Linked DNA regions of Mus musculus: region 2 is linked to region 1. The links are chromatin contacts, called in public HiChIP or PLAC-seq maps. All regions are on one chromosome and are shown on one strand. The core of a region is the stretch at or near the end of the contact, and the rest is flanking DNA. Distances in the headings are between cores, read along the strand shown.

What was found. HiChIP or PLAC-seq counts read pairs in DNA pulled down with a chosen protein or histone mark.
Region 2: a FOXA1 HiChIP or PLAC-seq map of pancreatic cancer cells shows a contact between it and region 1. The contact joins two enhancer-like sites. A contact is called at or near these places in 1 of 15 datasets of contacts at CTCF or cohesin (the NIH/3T3 cell line), 27 of 484 Hi-C or Micro-C datasets (the AML12 cell line, the C10 cell line, the C2C12 cell line and 19 more) and 3 of 115 datasets of contacts at active chromatin or transcription factors (the NIH/3T3 cell line, bone marrow-derived dendritic cells and pancreatic cancer cells).

What each region holds. Positions count from the first base shown.
Region 1 is chr4:95,000,319-95,007,882 of GRCm38.p6, forward strand. All of the region lies in intron 2 of Gm12694 (a long non-coding RNA gene), which reads left to right. Among named protein-coding and RNA genes, the nearest start is that of Gm12694, 25 kb to the left of the region's middle. Within about 2 kb of position 5,118, at least 11 of the 459 cell types and tissues checked have an H3K27ac peak or open chromatin away from gene starts, as enhancers often do. A contact at or near this core is called in liver and pancreatic cancer cells, where this site is marked.
Region 2 is chr4:95,159,925-95,166,680 of GRCm38.p6, forward strand. It overlaps Junos (a long non-coding RNA gene), which reads left to right. Exons shown (of 5, transcript XR_867920.3): 4 at 1,267-1,531; 5 at 5,846-6,756. Among named protein-coding and RNA genes, the nearest start is that of Gm12708, 30 kb to the right of the region's middle. Within about 2 kb of position 1,542, at least 294 of the 459 cell types and tissues checked have an H3K27ac peak or open chromatin away from gene starts, as enhancers often do. A contact at or near this core is called in liver and pancreatic cancer cells, where this site is marked.

The sequences.
Region 1 (7,564 bases), core at 3,868-6,367:
TGTGGCACCAGACTGTGGGGACTCTCCTCATTCAAACCACAGCACCTCACTAGATGGGGGAAGCTGCTTTCAATGAGAGGCTCATGCTGGGAGTGTTCTCACTGTAGAACCAGAGCAGAGCAAGGGACCTGCCACACAGTGGGAGGATGGGATTTCCCAGGACTGTGCTTCTGCGATTCTGATTGAAACTCATAGCATGTCCACTAAATCCTAGGGCTGAGTCTGTCTGTTCACAGCATTTTGTAGAGTCCTTGGCTCACATGCACAGGCTCTAGGGTCCTGTGTGCTCAGCACTGAAAAATGAATAAGAATAACAAAATGGAGATCATGTGACACAAATGAGGCTGAAATATGATAATAAAAGAAAAACCTGAGGAAGGTATTAAAATAAAACAACATGCACTTTAATAATTACAGGCTGGAGCACATCTGTATGGGATGACAGCATTAATGGTTCTCAGACTGTGATGACATTTTAATTAAATCTTAAAAATGCTACTACTAATTAATACTCATAAAAATACAAAAAAAATTTCTGGCAAAAGGCGGCTGTTATGGAAGCTCCCAATGGTCACTTTCTGCAGGTCACTGATAACAAGATGCTGACAACTACAGACCACCTCTGGCCTCAGACCCCGATTTGAGTACATTATCCAGGGTTAGAGCATCCTTGTGGTTTTTTGAAAGAAAATTAAGACTCAGATTCAGACTCAACTTTTTTACTACATGGCTTGTGCCAGACTTCACAGGGCAAACCTAGTAAAAGTGAGGAATAAGGTCTAGTGCCCATAAAGTATTTGTATATTGGCAGAAGCAGAAAAACAATAAGTTAATCATTTTTAAACCTTCATAAAATGTTATCGTGATGTGAAGCTTGAGGCAATACAAGATTGCCTCCCTGAAATTGCCCCAACTTCCAAAATTCCCTGTCATATGATCATATTCTCTTTACCACAACATGATTAATACAAGTTTTCAGGTCTTCCACATCTCATTCTGACTCGTAGCCAGACTTCAAAAGAAGGTCAGAGAATGGGAGAAATGCCCCCCCCCCCTTTCTCCCAAGTTCATGTTTCCATAAAGCCCGTGGCTGCCTCTCTGCTTCTGTAGGAGTACAGACGGGACACGATGGTATGAGAACTTAATTAGAGCATCTGTTCTCCTGTCTGCTGATGAGGAGTTTGTGATCACAAACAACTCAGACAGGGCCATCAGCAGCCTCTGGAGAGGTACCACCCCCATAGCATTTGTGGACCACACACTGGTGTGTGAGTCACCTCTTAGGATGAGTGAAGGTTGACTCAGCTTCAGAGAGCTTCCTATTGAGCCAGCAGTTGCTCTAAGTCTTGGAAAGAGAACAAAACAACTCTGGGAGGAAATGATCATCTCTTCATCAGCTCTGAGGTCGCTAAAGCTGGAAGAGGGCCTTGCTGCTCACTAGCAACAGATTCATGGTTCTCAGGGATCAGAGGCTCAGATCAGCATCTTCTGGAGGGACAACTTCCTCACTTTCCTCAACAGTGCTCTCCAAGGGCATCTGAGACTTACTTCTTCAGGAATGGTTTCTTTTATTCACTTATTGTATGCAAAATAATCCACACATGCTATTTTATCTCAATCTCAAAACAAGCATGATACCTGATCCCAGAACCCTTCTGGATACCCATTACCACAGGCAGTACTGGACCCTGTGTGTGCTATGTTTCTTCCTATACATTATGTTCCTCTGTGTATGTTCCTATAAATTAGGTATACAGAGAGATTAGTGATACTACTAATAAGATAGAACAAATATAAAAATACTATAAATACTCTTAAAACATGACTTTGTAGACTTTTCTACTTAATATTTTGGGGCTGCGATCTAATGTCACTAAATAAAATTAGATTCTTGGGTAAAGGTGACTGCTGTAAGAGATATTCTATCCCAGTTTCTACTTAACTGATTCAAATTTGAGCATAATTAAACAGCTAAAGAACCCATTAGAAATCCGGGAGCCAGTAAGCAGAGAACTGGCTCCAGCCTTCTTGCCCTCAGGTATGGAGACTCAGTGAATGCCTGGTGTCAGGCAGATCTCTCATTCTTCCTTGAGAACATTCCTGTCCATTTACTGCACATGCACATTTGCCTTGGTTCTGTGATATGTGCCCAGAATGTAATGCCAAGGGTAAGAAATACCGTGCCCCAGTCCTTGACCTTCCACTGTCTAATGATGGGTGTTTGATAAATCCTCTCAGCTTTGAAAAGGGTCCTGAGGAATGAAGTATGAAGCACATCTCGCCTCGTCCATGGTACAGCCCAGTGTGTGCTTTTCCCAAAGGCACGGGCACAGAAAGAACACATCCAGAAAGAATCCCAACTCTCTGGGAAGTAGCTTAGGATGGCACAAATAAGATTGGAATGAAAATGTAGAACTCTTAAAATGCCAGAGACCCGTTTCGTGAATTTACTATTATTTCACAAGCAGAATAGGTGAAGGCATTCTGTGTATGGTGTGGAGGAAGGACATATACCTTGTGAAGTGCAGGTGGTGTTCTTCGAGGTACGATTACAGATACTGCTTACTAATCATTGACTGTATCCTAGGCTTACTTTAATCATTTTATGTGCTAGTACACTCTATGGAGGTGTTGGTGCAGTGGGTCACACTGAGGAACCCTGAAAGGACTTTAGGAAAGTTGTCTGAAGAGCGAAGTCTGCTGTTTATCATATCATCATTGCCATTGTCACAATTCTTTATGAGTTCATTGAGAATTTTATCATATATTTTCCTCATGCACCCCGTCTCTTCCATATCTAACATTTGGGAATTTGGAAGAGAAAGGGGGTCTCACTCTATGACTTTGACTGGCCCAGTGCTTAACTATGAAGACCAGGTTGGACTTAAGCTCATAGTAGTCTTTTGGCCTCAGCATTCTGAGTGCTAGGATTACAAATATGAGCCGCCATGCCTCTCTTCCAAGATCATTAAAAAAAAAAAAGTAAGGTCTGGTATTAAGACTCTGAGTTGCATGATAAAGCTTAAATGAGCATGCGCTGTTTTATTACCAGCTATAATGATATTTCCTGTAAATACATTTTGTCTTACTTATACCTCCAGCTGTGTGGTGATAAATGTACAGGTGTTTCTTCTAGAAAACAGGCTTGAAGGGAAAGGTGACAGCTGACATGTATAAATTACAAAGGGGGTGGGCAGTGGTGACGCACGCCTTTAATCCCAGCACTTGGGAGGCAGAGGCAGGTGGATTTCTGAGTTCGAGGCCAGCCTGGTCTACAAAGTGAGTTCCAGGACAGCCAGGGCTATACAGAGAAACCCTGTCTCAAAAAACAAAACAAAAACCAAAACCACCACCACCACCACCACCACCACCACCACCACCAACAACAACAACAACAACAACAACAAAAAAAACCAAAACCAAACAAACAAATTACAAAGGGAAGGAATTTGACTGTGGACAAAATATGGTATGAGCCCCGTTGGATCTACTGGACGGAGCAACTTTCTACTCTAATGTGAATGCCTGGGCTTAAACTGAGGTGAGGTAACTTTGCATAACTATGCTCATTTCTTCTCTGACAATCTGATAGTTAAGTCACGTTGTGGCAGATGAGTAGAGGTTCTCCTTATCAGTTAAGAACAAAGGATGGGCAAGCTTAGGATTCTGCCCATGGACACAAGGCCCTGAGACAAAGTGCTGAGGGGGAGGGAAGGCTCCCCAGGTGATGGGAGTGTTTGGAGACACAGGGATACCTAACAGTATCTGGAGACTCGACGGCTGATTCAATGGTTATTTACTGAGTGACTCCTCTATGTCAGGTGACACATCATAGAAATAATGTGTGGCTGTCATCCAGAAATTCATTGTTAGAGGTTGAAATATACGTCTGAAATCCCTATGGGGAAGTCCTGATCCCCTGGTACCTCATAATGCGACTGGATTCACCAATAAGGCTTTTAAAAAGGTAATACAGGTAGCAAGAAATGAGTCAGGTGGGCCTTAGTCCAGAAATACGGTGTCATTCTAGACTATGGCATGGAAGGCAGGACTTCTTGCACAGGAGAAGAGAAGCGTCAGAAGAAGTCACCCTGCTAACCCTTTAATCTACATCTTCTAGCCTCCAGGACGGTGGGAAAATAAATTCCTGTTGCTTAATTGGACAACTTGTGGTATTTTGTCATGGCAGTTCTAGGAAATGAATGCATGCTGGGAATATAAATTTTGCAAGATGTAGTTTCCTGGACTTCAAATGTCCATGCTACAGGGAGACCTTAGACAAGCACTGGTGATTCTGGGCTGTGATGTAGCGCAGTTGCCTTTAGCTGGGTGCAGGTGAGTTTGGCCATAACCCTAAACTTTTTTTTTTACATGTTTTCACATATTTTTTGACTTATTTACTTTGACCTTCATATCACCCAATGGCATGACTCTGATGCCTGAAGGAGGTCCCTTTCTGTGCTATCTGGTTGATACATTCCTCTCTGCTCCACCCAGGGACAATCTGTTGACCTTCAAATACTCCTCCATATTTCAATTCTGCCCTTCCCCTTCCACTCAGTTTCTTCTGTCTCTTCAATATGGACCATTTGTCTTGTTTAATTCCTTATTTCCCTAAACCAATACCCTATGTAGCCATATAGGCATATGCATATACAGGTTGTTTCACTTTTCTGTTAGTGTGCTTGCCTTCTGTATACAAATCTCTCTCTCTCTCTCTCTCTCTCTCTCTCTCTCTCTCTCTCTCTCTCTCTCTCTCTCTTTCTTGTTAGGTTGGTTGTATACTTTCAGAGCTCAACTTGATGCCCAGCATAGAGTTTTGCTCCAAATCTAGTAGAATATGGGAGTGGAATTAGAATGGGCCCTAGACTCTGGGTTCTTTCTTTGCTATAACCTACAAGAACAAAGAACATTCATCCAGAAAAAAAAAAAGAAAAAAAAAGAAAAACAGAAAAAAAGAATGACTTTACAGGGTAGCGTGTAGACGGGTTGTACACACACGCATGAGTAACTGTGTTATCTTCAGTAATGATTTTAGCTCTGACACTAGACCACCTCCATTATACCAGTCAGCCAGCAGTGTGATGACCAATTTTCCAAATGATTAACCAAATGTTTGCTTTGCTCAATCTAACAGAGCAATTAGAGAGAATGGTGGTGAGACCAGGACGAGAAGTCTTAGAGAGCAGAGAAGGGAGCAGTCCTAAGCAAAGAACAATGGAGCTTGCTTTTAAGATCGTCTTTTAAGAAAGATGAGTGGAGTTCATGAGTATTCCAGAGAGTGAATGGCTCAGGCCACGTCATGAGACTTGGGATTGTGCAATAAAGATCAAGAGGACATGAGCATGTTGGGGGTAGGGGATAGGTAGAAAATTAAAGGTCACAACCAACATCTTTGTGCACAACATTTGTTTACATTTGAAATATTTATAGAAAGTTTTAGATTTGAGCATTGTTTATACTACCAAAATATTGGAAATGTCCAAGATATGAGAAAAGATAAAGTATGATGCATTTATTCAGTATAATATAATAGCTATATGATTAAATATGGTTGTAATAAAGATCTTGATATAACTATGTCTTTTGAGTAATCATAAATGAAATAGCAGGGTTTGGCTTGATCATATGTATTTAAAAATAAAATAAATTATAATCAGAGGAATCAAATGTAGGAAATAATGTCAGTGATGGTCATTTGGGTGATGCCCTTCTACGCTGTTATAGCTTATTTTGTGCTTTTCAGTTATCTACAATGGAAATGAAAGTCTCACGATGGACCTTTGAAAGATCCAGCAAGGCCTGGTAGTGCAGGACTGTAGTTCCAGCTCCTGAGTGAATCAGAAGGATCAGAAGTTCAATGCCTATCAGGGCTTCATGTGCATTCAAGCTGTTTGGTTTACAGGGTGAGTGTAAGGTCAGTCTGGACAAGTTGGCAACACCCTGTTCAAATTTTTTTTTAAGTAAAGAACAAAAATTCTGGGGGGATGCATGTCAGTGGCAGGATGCTCGCCCATCACGTATGAGGCCCCTGGCTCAACCCCTAGCACCACACGTGATAGGAAAGAAAATGCTCGTGTCCTGCCCCCAAGATTTCTGATGTCAGTCCTTTACAGTTTATGGTTAAAAGACGAAGTTTGTAGGAACCTTGTGTGACCAGAAGAGAAAAGGCCACAAAGGCCGGGCGTGGTGGCACACGCCTTTAATCCCAGCACTTGGGAGGCAGAGGCAGGCGGATTTCTGAGTTCAAGGCCAGTCTGGTCTACAGAGTGAGTTCCAGGACAGCCAGGGCTACACAGAGAAACCCTGTCTCAAAAAAAGAAAAGAAGAAAAAAAAAAAAAAAGAAAGAAAGAAAAGAAAATTAAAAAAAAAAAAGGAAAAAAAAGGCCACAATATCACTGAGAGACAAAGAAAAGATCAAGAAAGAAAACAAAAGACCAATGGCTGTAATTTTGTCTGTCCTTATCTAAAACTGAGAGGCGATATCAATTGTTAGTCTTTCTAGTGAACTCTGGGCCCAAAGGGTAGAAAGAGGGTTAAGTCCCACCACAACCCAACACCACTTTCAGTCTCACTGAAAGCTTCCCACTGACTTTTAGTCTCTAAGCAGACAGTGCTAGCGCAGTGTCACACACGGTTCAGCCAACCCCTTCCAGTCCATTTGAGTTCTGTCCTTCTGTATGAACCTGCTGAGAACAGATAATTCTCCATGAGACACTTCTGCTATTCTCTGACCCTCTCTATATGAGGTTTAATGAGACCACATGTAATGTCTGCATCGCTGTCTCCTCCACACCGGACACAAGCCCCCACACACGTAAACACTGGAATCCTGACACAGGGCTGCACATAAGCAAACACTGTAAACATCAATGAACACACAAGGGAAGGACTGAATGCATGTTCCTTGAGTTTTCCCCTCCTGGTAATGGGTCCCAGTTCTGTCTTAGTAAATCCTTCCTGACGTGGTTTCTGAACTTTCATTTACCATCCTACACCTCATATTAAAATGCCGAGCTCACGAATCTGCACAATAGTTCTCACCCAATCCATGGGATCTTCAGCTTCTCCAGAATGATCTATTTCAGAGGGAGATGATCTTCCCCAGGGAAGAGCACACCAACTGACTCTCCTGTACCAGATTGTCAGCCCTGAAATCATACATGCAAGTAACATTATATGGCCTGAACAGGCTACATTTAGGTATATATGTCTACATATATATGCATGTGATAACAATTAGTGAGAGGAAAGGAGGCCATGGGTTTGAAGGAGAGCAGAGGGGTCACAGCAGAGTTTGAAGGGAGGAAAAGGAAGGGAGAGATGTAATTATCTTATGACCTCAAAAATAAAGAAGGATGACCCATTGTTTTGTGATGTGACTCAAGATTTTCATGACCACTGTGAAAGTCACTGGTGTTCAAGATGCATGTAATTTGCAGGGTTAGGGCTTGGAGTGCATGGGAGCAACCCAGCGGCACCATTTCTAGTTACACGACTGAAGACCTTACACAACACTGTGCAAAAGACAGCACAGTCAGCCAGAAGTCCTTTAACGGCCAA
Region 2 (6,756 bases), core at 292-2,791, 160 kb after region 1:
GGAGGTTCCAGAAAGGAGGTGACATTGGACTATAAATACACACTCTCCCAGAAGAGAAAGGGGGAGGAAGGTTTCTCTAGGCAGAGAGCACCAAAGCACTGCTGCGCACACACCGAATCCCTGCCACCTGCTTAAAGCACCGTCTCTAATGCCTAGAATTCTGTGGACTAGGTATTATCCATAACACTTCACAGAATAGGAGCATAGGCACACAGAGGTTAAGTACTTGGCCCGTGGTTAGAGGTCTGCTAAGACAGGCCTTGAAGTCAACTCTTGAAACCTGGTTTCAAAGGTCATCCTCTTAGACACTCACTCACTGAGAACTGAGTGGGGGCCATCTGTTAGGAGTTTCTTGTGAGGAGGGACACATAAACAGGAAGCAAGCCATGGGCTCTTCCTGTAGGCTTTCTCCACGCAGCCTTATGCTGCTAATCTCAGGAACTTGGACTTGCTAGATCCATAACAGAATTAATACTCTCTCTATCTCTTTCTCTCTCTCCCCCCTCTCTCTCTAGCTCATGTACAGAGGCAAGATTCTCTCTCTACTTATGAGGCCACAGAAGAGAAAGACACCTTTATTTACTTTTGACTGAAAACATTATCTGTCTACTGTAGACACACCTGTATCTTTGGTTAGTTGGATGTCAGTATCTGAGTTGTTCGATTTCTGTGTCCAACAGTTTGGGTAATGCATGAGGACATAGCCTTTGTTCGTCTCCTTTGCCACCCCCTGAGTGCCCAGCATAGCACTTGGCCACAACTGGTACTTAGACATTTCCAGTGAATATTTACTGAAAATGTGTTGAGTGACTTCTGGGTTTTGATTAATTATTTAGGAAGCAAATTGTGGGTTTATTTGCTTTGCTAGTAAGAGGACGTAGCTGAAGGAACTCTGAAGGTGAAAGAGACCTTTGTCTTAAGTCAGTGGTTTACAAAGTGCTTTTCTAAGTTTGCCTTCTGGATTCTAATTCAGCTACTGTCCCGCTCAAGCTTTCTGAGGTCATCACATCAGTGTTGGGAGACAGCAAGTTTGAGTCCCTATCCATTCTCATCCTTTACACCCTCTCGGATCGCCTGATCTCCTTCAGTCTGTGCCTAAACACTGTGAAGGAAGAAAGTTCATAAACTCATAGGGCACACTGTCCCCCTATCGGATGGGCAAGGACAGTACCACTGTCAACATGTCCTGAGCGCTTCTTGGGTACTAGGTTCGGTCCCTGTCGCCAAACATAATGACCAGACATTATTTTCTTTCTCCTCTCCTAGCTCTAAGACTCACGCCCTACTCTCCTGCCCTCCACTGCTCGCCCCGGGCTCTCCGGCCGCCACCGCCTGCCCCGCCCGCGCTTCGCCACCCCAGCCTCCCGCACCAGACGCCGGCTGCTCCTGCGCTCCCACGCCCGCGCACCTCGCTCTCCCAGCCCCGCGCTCCCACACCCGGCGCGGAGGAGGCGGGCGCCCGGGGCGAGGGCAGGGCGGCCACGTCAGCGGCGCCGGCTCGCTCCGCCCTCCGCGGGCCTCCCCATAGAAGGTAAAGCCTGGGCAGAGCCCGCGGGCGTCCTCAGGCTGGCAGCTCGGGCTGCTGGTTTCAGTTTCTGAAGAGCTAGGCCTTGAGCAAACACTGGCTGGCGGGAGGAGGGTGTTGGACGCCTTCCCAACAGATAATGTGATTCCCTGCCGCTGGGAGCCACCCACGGTGGGAAGGGGCAGCGCAGGGACCTGCGCAGGACAGCCACGGTCCTGGGCGGCTGGGGGAGCCTGAGCTCGGACCCTTCTTCCTCATCTGTAAGGCTGCCCCTCTCTCCGTGGACACTTAAAATGTTTGCTTTCTTTCTGAGAAAGAAACAGAGGGAGATCGCCAAGACCAACATGAACTCCAAACTCAGGGCATTCCTCACTCTACTCTGACCTTTTTGTAGATGCACTTTTTTTTTTCTTCTCAAAGGCCAGACCTATCCCTACCCAGCGGGTGACCTGTGTACATTTCCTAACTTCTCTGTCTCATTATCCTCACCCATAAAATGGGAGTAATGATACTTATCTTTAGATACGCTCCGAGGGTTAGATTAGCTATAGATTATACATATTAAGCACTTAGTGCCTTCAATCAGCAGTAATTAACATTATTATTAATTGTATTGTTATGGCGTATGACTAATCATGAGATAGATTCTTAGTGCTTCTGGGAGCATAAGTAAAAATATGCTCATTTAAAAAATTTTATTGAGGGAGGGAGTTTTATGAGGTGAATATAAAGAGTAGCACTGAGTCAGGATATAGTCGTGCATGTGTCTCATTTCATAAAGAAACTTGGAAAGCCGGCATTATGTCCACTGTACAGGTGAGGACTCTGAAGCTTCCAGAAGTCACTGGCTCATCTCAGACTCTGGGTCAGTATCTAATTTTTCTCTCTTTCTTTGAGACTTGTCCTTATATAGCCTAGAATAGTCTCTAACTCACCAAGTAGCTGGGGATAGCCTTGAACTCCTTAAAAAAAAAAAACAAAAAAACCAAATATTTCGTTTCCTCTTTCTCCCCCTCCTGCTCCTCCCCCACTTCGTGCGTGCGTGCTTGTGTGTGTGTGTGTTTGCCCAAGGAGTTCAAAAGACAGGAACTGGAATTAGAGGCTGTTAGGTGCTGCCCTATGCTGGTTGCTGGGAGGAGAGCATAGGTCCTCTGGGAGATCAGCAAGAGCTCTAATCTGCTGAGTCATCTCCCCAACTCCCAGACTTGAACTCGTGATCTTCCTGCCTCGTTAGCCTAAGTGTCACACACCTAGCTCTCTCTCCTCCAGTGACCACACCCCACCCCAGCAGGGTCACACCTGTTTGCCTCAGCAAAGGTACCTCCTTTCCTTTGCATAGCCTCCCATCCTCCCCGCATAGCCTCCCATCCTCCCTTTCGCCAAGCTCTTCAACCTGGAGAAAACCTAGTCAAGTCTGGATGCCAGAAGAAGGCCACTGTCTGCTCCAGGAGACTTTCTGATCCACCCCCACCACCTCCACCCCTCTTCTGCTGCCTGCAGCCCAGGCTGTACAGACTTGTTGTCACCACCATGTCTCTGTTTGTACTGTGCCTCCTCTCAGTAGGCCTCCACAGCTGACCGGTGCTGTCTACAGTCTTAGGACCACCCCCTCCCAGGTTTAGTTCTGAGCTTTACTGGTTGAAAGACTGGGATCTCTGATTTTTACTCTCTGCCTGTCACCTCCCTAATACAGAAGGTGGATTTCAGCAACACTGTCAGCTTGTAGTGTTGCGATCCATACAGGATGTCTGGGCAGTCAGTGGTCTGAACTTACAACTGACAAGGCTCAGGGAATGAGACAGCCTGAGGTCTTGGGTGTTACTTAGGGACAGAAAGAGGAACAGTGCCAACGGGAGAACCAAAATCATGGCTAGGCCTCAGAGGGGATGGTTCCAACCCAAGCCTCCCTGAATCTTCACATGTGGTCTTGGCCTTGCCTCTTTACTTCTTGGGATTCACCCCCCCCGCCCCCCCACCCCAAAGTTAGATTAAATACCATTAGCGGCCAGTCATTTGTCTGTGGGACTTGTACTGCCCTGTGTTCCCGGTTTAGGGTCACACACAGAAGGAACAGGAAGCACAGAACTCAGCCATTGCCTCTCATGAGCTGACAGTAACTATGGTAGTTTACAGTGTCTGCTGAGTAGGTCCTGGTATCTGGCACCGGGCCAAGCATCATTACTGCCCTGTTCCCCCTGAGAGAAAGGACTTCTGCAACTACCATTCTACAGCTGAGGGAATAGGGTCTGAGGCCAAAGAGCCAGCAACTCATTGGTCAGATACAACTGCTCAATCACCTGCAGGAATCCTTTTGAGTACAAACTTGTTCAGAGATATCTGATGACACAGAGACTCTTATCTTTCAAGCCTGTCCTTTATTAATGCTCAGAATAGCTCAAAAGGTCATGCTGCCATCTTTGCATTAGTTTCTTGGCTTTGACTTGGGCCCCAGGCAGCGTCAGTCAGGATGAGAGCTCATGGAAGGAGACAAGACAATATACTCTTCCACAGGGAGAACAAGTCTTCAGGGACTTTTCATGATAGGATGCTCAGAATACAGAAGCTTGTATCTTATGCCCAATGAGCCTGGACTGGCTGTGGTGTGTTCAAGGTTTCCAGGGCAACCTTGGCTGGGATTGGGCTGGACTTGAAGCTTTTGAAATGTGTCCACTGAGATACAATTCTTTGATGATGGCATTGGGGTATGGTAGGGAACAGATAGCATTAACAAGGACAAGTAAGTAGAAACCATAAAACTAAATGGGGAAATTGCTTTCATGGCTGCTGTGTTCCCTGATCTTATTTAGTTTTTTCCCATTCCCCCTGCCCCCCACACCCAAAGAACCACATAATCAAATATCCTTTTGAACAGTAAGCACCATAGGCTCACTATTGCCAGCTGGGTGAGTCCAAACTCATTGAAGATGGCATTCAATGTACTTCGTGATCTGGTTCCAGCTCTCCATTTTAGCGGCATCTTCTCCATATTAACAACACCATTCCCAGCATCTATGACTCTTGCATGGTGCTCGTGGCTTATAGCATATCATTACCATACTTTAAGGATAAAAGTATCAATTGTGTCTTAGAACCAATTGGATTTGCTCTTATACTCTCAAGACTTTCCCAAATACTCCCCTTCAAGAGAAGGGGCAGCCTTTAACCAAAGAAGTGAACTGATATCAAGGAGAAATGCTAAGAACTAAGGCAGTGTTCCCAGGTGTGTGGAGTTGGATGTCTGAGTAGTTTGGGAAGTCTTGTGTTGCTTCCACACTGGCTGGAGGATAGTGATGGGGATGCACACCTTCCTATCTTGAACACTGTTTCCAAGATGCTATGTCAGTGTTCAGGAGGGCTGGAGGAAGCTGACAACTAGGTCAGGCAATTTCTTCTCCCAGGGTGCCATTTTCATCAACCATTTCATCCATGATTTCAGTGTATATGAAATGGGACTGGAGCCCATTCTTCATACCTCTAAAACCTTAGCATGGAGTCAGGTGGCCATGTGGTTGGTTCCTTCAGGTGTTGCGGTTTATACCAGTTATACTATAACTATCACTGGGTTCCTTTTATTGCTAAGTGCCTTGGGTTGGCGGGTCTCTCTATGCTCTCGTGGTAGGAGGTGAAGCACAAACTTGTTCAGATCATAGCTTATCTACACTGTGCCATCCGTGAAATCCCAGTTCATACGTCAAGATACAATCTTTTCACCTCCTCTGGGATAGGGCCTACATCTCCCCTGGGTCCTCTTACATACTCTCTTTGCTTTCTTTGTGAGCTGGGCCTAAGCCTTTTTTACAGAGGCCTAGAGGGAGCTATGTATCTCCTTACACAACCCTGGGCACAGCCCGCCTTTAGAAGAGTTTGTTGAGTGAATTATTTGGTAAAGAAAAAAAAAATCCCAAGAGGCTTTTATGTTATTTTCGCTTTCAAAAGAGTACAAGGATTCATAATCCATCATTCACATTATATTTGAACCCTAAAGAGCAAGCAAGAATACAAGTACCTTCCAGAGGAAAGCCAAGAAAGTTCAGGACAGGCCACTGCCCCCAGAAAACATCAATGGCTGAGTGAAACCTCTTCCATGCTTCTTGAAATTCAGATTTTCAACTGTAATGTTTTCATATCACAGAGAATCAGGCTTTTTTCTCCTGTGTCTTTGGCAAGTCTATACCACTTTAACAAAGTTGTCTTTTCTTTCATAGGTAAACATTACTTTTTAATCAGAAAAAAAAAACATTTAAAGAAACAAATTTCTATGAGTACAAAGGGGCCATTTAGAAAAAAAACCTTTATTCTGTATTTTAAACTGTTTTGCAGGAGCAGAGCATGAAGAAGGCATAAACAACAGGGCCCATAGGATTTAAGTGATTCACTGGAGGCTGCGAGCCAGAAAGTGGCAGAGTGACGTTCGGTCTAGTTCTCCGGAGTGCAGCTTCCTGGTCCCTGCTCGGCAGCCTTCTGGTTCTTTTGGACTGGTAAAGGCATCTGAACAGGGGTACTCATCTCATCTCTGCAGACAGAGCATGCATCTTGGCTTCCACTAGGAGTTTCAGATGATCTTAAACTCTGCCAGCCCCAAATTCCAAGCAGCTGAAGGGAAGTGCATGGCTAAGGGTTTATATATAGTCCTAGGAGTCAGACAGACTGGGATCTAGACCCCAGACACTCATGGACTTGGCCATAGCCACCTCAACACCTCTGAAGCTCACTCTTCCTGTCTTTCACTTTGTTTCAAGCATTTGGCAGTATATAACACTCACTAGATGTTCGAAGTAGTAATCATTTAATTTATTATGGACATTCTTATTATATGTGCTCCTCTGGTCCTAGTGTGGCTTGGATATGAAATGCCCCCCTAGGCTCATGTATCTGAATACTTATTCATCAGCCAGTGCTGCTTTGAAGATCATGGGACCTTTGGAGACTGAGTTTTGATAGAGGCTGTGGGTCACGGAGGCATGTCTTGAAGTTTTATAGGCCAGTCTCACTTCCTGCCTTCTCTTTCCTTCCTTACTGCAGATAGACTGACCAGTTGCCCCAGCTCTTTGCACCATGCTGCCCCCAAGATAGTCTAGAACCTTTGTCACATTTTTCTTACCTCAATGGACTGTGTCCCTTCTTAATACGAGAGCTATAATAAAGCTGCTCTCCTAAGCCTGAATCGAAGGGGAGTTTATCAATTTCAAACAGGAGCTACTCAGACAAGTCTGTCCTGAACACAGTTGTGT